Regions from separate parts of the Sus scrofa genome. Here region 1 is linked to region 2. The links are chromatin contacts, called in public Hi-C maps. All regions are on one chromosome and are shown on one strand. Each heading gives the region's core, a stretch centred on a gene start, on an enhancer-like site or on the middle of the called end of the contact. The rest is flanking DNA. Distances are from core to core; before and after follow the strand shown.

Region 1 (2,700 bases), core at 176-2,675, 230 kb after region 2:
AATGCCATTTGTAGCAATACGGATGGAACTAGAGACTCTCATACTGAGTGAAGTAAGTCAGAAAGAGAAAGACAAATATCATATGATATCACTTATATCTGGAATCTAATATATGGCACAAATGAACCTTTCCACAGAAAAGAAAATCAGGGACTTGGAGAATAGACTTGTGGTTGCCAAGGGAGAGGGGGAGGGAGTGGGATGGACTGGGAGTCTGGGGTTAATAGATGCAAACTATTGCATTTGGAGTGGATTAGCAATGAGATCCTGCTGTGTAGCACTGGGAAATATGTCTAGTCACTGATGATGGAGCACGATGATATGAGAAAATAGAATGTGTACATGCATGTGTAACTGGGACACCATGCTGTACGGCAGAAAAAAAAAATTGTATTGGGGAATTAACATCAAAAAAAAAAAAAAGGAGTTCCCGTCATGGCGCAGTGGTTAACGAATCCGACTAGGAACCATGAGGTTGTGGGTTCGGTCCTTGCCCTTGCTCAGTGGGTTGAGGAGCCGGCGTTGCTGTGAGCTGTGGTGTAGGTCGCAGACATGGCTTGGATCCTGCGTTGCTGTGGCTCTGGCGTAGGCTGACAGCTACAGCTCCGATTAGACCCCTAGCCTGGGAACCTCCATATGCCTCGAGAGCGGCCCAAGAAATGGCAAAAAAAAAAAAAAAAACAAAAACAACAACAACAAAAAAAGAAGTATATAGATCTATTGAGAAAACATTACCTCTTTGAGGCCCTCTTAGGAAGTGCTGCTGAACTTATGCACTACATTTAATTCTCAATGACATCCTGATTCTGTCTTTCTAGGTGACATTTCCATTTATCTAGCCTGAACTAACCAGTCTGTTTCCTAAAACCACTTGTTTTGGGACAAAAAGGGAAGGTTACTGTGCCACTCTGAAGGCTGGTTCACTTAAATACAGTAACAGATCATTTATCTGACACCATCCCTGGACCTCTCCCATTCTTGTATATAATATGCACAGACCAAAAGAAAACTACTTGCCAGAGCAGGAGCAATAACAAAAAAAAACCCAAATGAGTCAAAAGGAGATGAAATGTGATTCGGTGTTTACCAGTTACAAAGAAAGAAGTGGATACAAAAATAAAGAAAAAAGTCTAGAAGGTGATACAGGAAGAGAGAAAAAAAAGGAAAGAGAAGAAAAGGGGGAAGGGAGTGAAGGCTAGCAGCAAAGAAGGTGATACAGGAAGAGGAAAAAAAAAAAAAAGGAAGCAGAAGAAAGGGGGAAGGGAGTGAAGGCTAGCAGTAAAGAAGTAACAGAAGTAGGAAGATGCTGAGAAGAAATAGCTCGAGAGAGAGAAGAAAATTCCATTGGACCAATATAGAAAACCAAGACACCTGGTGTATGCCCTCAAGCTTAGCAGCCCCTAAGGACGTCACTGCAGTGCAACTGACTCCAACAAAGCGGCCAGATTAAACTATGTTGTTCCCAGCCACCCGGCCAACATTTATTGGAACCAACATGGTGCTAGGCAAGAGGTGTGTGTGTGTGTGTGTGTGTGTGTGTGTGTGTGCACGTGTATTTAATAATTCTTAAAACACTGCACCAAAAAAGTTAAAGAAAAAAAAGTAGGAACTTAGAGTACTAACTTGCCATTATCTAGAAATCTGTCCTTTTTACAACTGTCATGTTGGACACATGAAAAGTTAATGAAACTCCATATGCTCCATAAAAACTGGCCACCGATTTAACACAAATAAAAAAGTAAACATACAGGGAATCCCTGGTGGTACAACAGGTTAAGGATCAGGCATTGGCACTGCTGCAGTGCAAGTTTGATGCCTGGCCTAGAAACTTCCGCACGCTGAGAGCTCCGTCAAAAAGAAAAAAAAAAAGTAAACATATGATCCAACTATACAAATAACCAGTCCACCTCTTTCACAACCAAAAGTTAAAGCATAACCATCTGTCCAGAAATTTTGAAATAATGTGCACAGACTCACCATCAGTGGCAGCAATGGTAAACTCATCACCGCAGGAGACCCTGATCACTTGCTTCCCACCCAGGGGTCCCCCCAACAGGTTGATTCCTAGACGCTTCTTATAATTCCCAACGCCCAGCTGTCCACACTTGTTGCAGCCAAAGGTCAGCAGCCGGCCTCGCTCTGAGACAGAAGCAAAAATAATCAGGTACAAACAGGTCATGAAACAGAGGGAAAATGCAGCCAATGCAGAGCCTCACAGACTAGCTTCTGGTTGTTAAAGAGTATATAACTAGAAAGCTAGCCACACAATCCTGGGCCTAGGACAGCTAGGGTATGGAGAACTATGACCATTTAGATTGAGGAAGAGATTCGATGTTAGATATTCTATTTTAAATGTGGAAAATGAGTATTATGTAACTTAGAAAACTTACAGATGGTGCTGATTAGAGATAGTAGTCGTCAGGAATTATAGTTGTGGTGTTCTCATTAAGGGATGTTTGATTATGCATTTATAATGATTACCAACAAAACATTTACTTGAATGCCCAGTCTGTTAATGAGATAATACTGGATGAAAGAGGGAAATCAGGAGAATACACATGTAGTTAAGAAGAGCTACTACTTGATAGAATAAAAGAGCCTGAAATACTAAGACCTGCATACACAGTTTAAATCAACTCACCATCAATAGCAGCAGTGTGAGTCTTGCCTGGGGCAACTGTACGGATCTTATAAAAGGAC
Region 2 (2,700 bases), core at 1-2,500:
GTAAAAACATCAACGGATTTTTGAAATCTCTCCTTCGTTTTGAATGCATGCCTTATCAAGCTATGTTTGATCTGCTTAACAGAGCAAAGGCTCAAAACTATAAAGAGCTAGAATCAAAGGTTATGAACATTTACCCTTTGCTGTACACCAGGAACTAACACAACATTGTCGATCAGTTATTCTCCAATTAAAAAAAAAGATTATAAACATTTAGAATATGTAAAACTTCATCCAGGAAACTGGTTACTGGAATTTCAAGAAATCGTGTAAGGATTTTAAAAAGAAATATTTTCTAAATTCACATGTAAAATTATGTTTTGAACGCTTTAAATTATTTTTTCTGAGGATTCTACATTTCATCATTGCAAACAAAGACAGGTGTTTTTTTTTTTTTTTTAATCTGTCTTGGGTGCAGAACTTTATTAAAGGGTGCTGTGCTACCTCTGCCGCGTGTGGTCCTTCTCGATGGAAAGGAAATAGTTCAAGTATGCCTTATACATCCTGGAGATAATTTTGACCTCTTCACTGTATGCATCCAATTTGGAGCTGTGTAGAGTAAATGCAACCGTGTTTGAAATAAAGGGGCTGAATGACCCTTTGACTGCATGGAATGCCAATTAACTGCCTGCTTTTAATTGATAACTGGACATTCACTCCTCTATCATAAACCACGGTCCAGGCCGTACTATCCATCGAAGAAAGATTAGACAATTACGCAGTGTTTGACGAGACACTGAACACGTCTGTTTGGGAGAAAAGAGTGCCCACATACACCTTGATGGAAAGAACAACCAGACCTTTGGCAATATCATGACTGCCAAAAGAGCACCACAACCAGCTCAGCTTACACTCCGAATGTGTTCCCATCACACTTGTAAGAAAGAGAAAAATATAATAAAATAGAATTCTGTTGTTGGCAGAGCGTATATATTTATACATTCTTCTGTGTTTAGCTCAGTGGTTAGAGAACACTTCCTGGAAAGACCTTAGTACACAAATGTTTTCAATTTGAGCTTGTACATTTCATCTAATTGATCTCTGGGACAAGGTTCGCTGCCCTGGAGGTGGCTTGGCTCAGTGTTTAAAACACACACTAATGAATTTCAGGTTTGGGACAGAAAATAGCTGCTCCATTTGGACAATCATGTGAACTTGGAATTGTTTCACATGCATGTCTTAAATAACTATGTAATGTCACTCTGGACGGCGGGTTCCTCTCCTGTCTCCAAACACAGATAACTGATTGCCCTTGCTCAGGATACTCAGTGCTTGCTTACTTTTAAGACTCAGCCTTGGCAGAGCCCTTCATTTCTGTAAAGGGAACATTGTGGGAGAAAATAGGGCAAAGATCATCTGAGTGCAAGTGAATGTGCTGAGGACACTTAATAACTTTAAAACAACCTGAGAAGATTGGTTTGGGCTGAGTATGTTTGTTTTGTTTTTCCTCTTAGCTGTTTGGAATAAGAGAACATTCAAAAGAAAGTCGTCTTTCCTGCCTTTTCATTTGATACATCCAGCAGTAATTTAGGGATTTCACTTCACCTGATCCAGCTGATCTGAAAAGTCAAGGAAGTGGGGTAGTTGAACATGGACATTTGTTGTTTGTAGACGCGAAAGGAGAAAGCTGATGAAGTCAGAAACACTCCTTAATCAGAACACGGAGCTTGAGCTCTCTGTGATGCCCACTCGGGCCTGAGCGCCTTTGGCAGCACTTTCCAAGACTTGATTCTGACTAGTTGGAAGCTAGATGTCGTTACTCAGCTTTGCAGATGTCTGGCTTATGTGCTCAGAGCACGTCGCAATTTGTGTTGGGCCAGTAGCGAAAAAATGTTGATCTCACGCATTCCTTTATCTCTGAAAGACTGACCCCGGGCTGTAATGGCCTTATGGAGCAGAGAATTTCTGTTTCTGTGTATGAGGCTGTATTTGTCCTAAGTACACTGTTCTCCGTCTGTGAGGCTGTGCACAGGCTGTGCAAAGCCTCCCGTCTGGGTTTCAGTCTCCTCCTCCCTTGTTTAAGCGGGGTGGGCCAAGTGAGCCCCTAAGGCCCTTTCTAGCTGCCATGGTCTGAAGCTCAGTTTCCTCCGCACATAGGAGGTTGGGGCATTAATTGCATCAGTCAACTGGAGACCATCTGGGTTATCCAGCTGATAAACTCTTCCAGGAGGCAAATGAATGTGCAGCAACACTCAGTCCTGCAGAAAGTTTGTGTTGGCTTCGCTGGAATGGCCAGTGGACACCTGGGTGATGGAGCACTCCTGAGTGCTAGGAGGGGTTGTCAGGAGACAGTGCAGCATCAGTGCTGATTGCCAGTCGGGGATGGCGGCCTGTGTGAGAGCATGGGCGGCTGCACGAGGTGGTCCGTGCACAGCCTGGCATCCAAAAAATCGTGGGCTTCTCCACACTCCTGACTGCCCCTGCCAACCCGAATGCCCTCGCCTCCCAGCCTTTGGCAGCTTGTCTCACAATTCTAAAACTTCTGTATGGTTATTTTTAAAATGAAGATAATTCCTACTTTTCAGGGTAAAAAGCTTAAAGGTAATGTATTTGAGTACCTTGCAAATAAATGGAGTTTAATGACTAGATAGCTAAAAACAGCAATGTGTGAAAACCCCAAATAAGATAACCTTATCTGAAAGCAGAAGGGGGAACAAATACCATTTGCGTGGTAACTTTCTCAGAGCTCTTTAGGACGTATCT

What was found. A called contact is a pair of places that touch in the nucleus more often than the background predicts.
Region 1: a contact with region 2 is called in a Hi-C map of liver, with 10 times the contacts expected there. The contact joins two enhancer-like sites. A contact is called at or near these places in 12 of 47 Hi-C or Micro-C datasets (alveolar macrophages, embryonic fibroblasts, heart right ventricle and 7 more) and 1 of 2 datasets of contacts at active chromatin or transcription factors (alveolar macrophages).

The regions. Positions count from the first base shown.
Region 1 is chr7:98,292,801-98,295,500 of Sscrofa11.1, forward strand. It overlaps NEK9 (serine/threonine-protein kinase Nek9), which reads right to left. Exons shown (of 22, transcript XM_003356752.4): 15 at 2,642-2,700; 16 at 1,978-2,139. Among named protein-coding and RNA genes, the nearest start is that of NEK9, 28 kb to the right of the region's middle. Within about 2 kb of position 1,426, at least 5 of the 83 cell types and tissues checked have an H3K27ac peak or open chromatin away from gene starts, as enhancers often do. A contact at or near this core is called in liver, where this site is marked.
Region 2 is chr7:98,062,526-98,065,225 of Sscrofa11.1, forward strand. PROX2 (prospero homeobox protein 2) reads right to left here. Exons shown (of 3, transcript XM_013989170.2): 3 at 1-2,700. Among named protein-coding and RNA genes, the nearest start is that of PROX2, 11 kb to the right of the region's middle. Within about 2 kb of position 1,251, at least 15 of the 83 cell types and tissues checked have an H3K27ac peak or open chromatin away from gene starts, as enhancers often do. A contact at or near this core is called in liver, where this site is marked.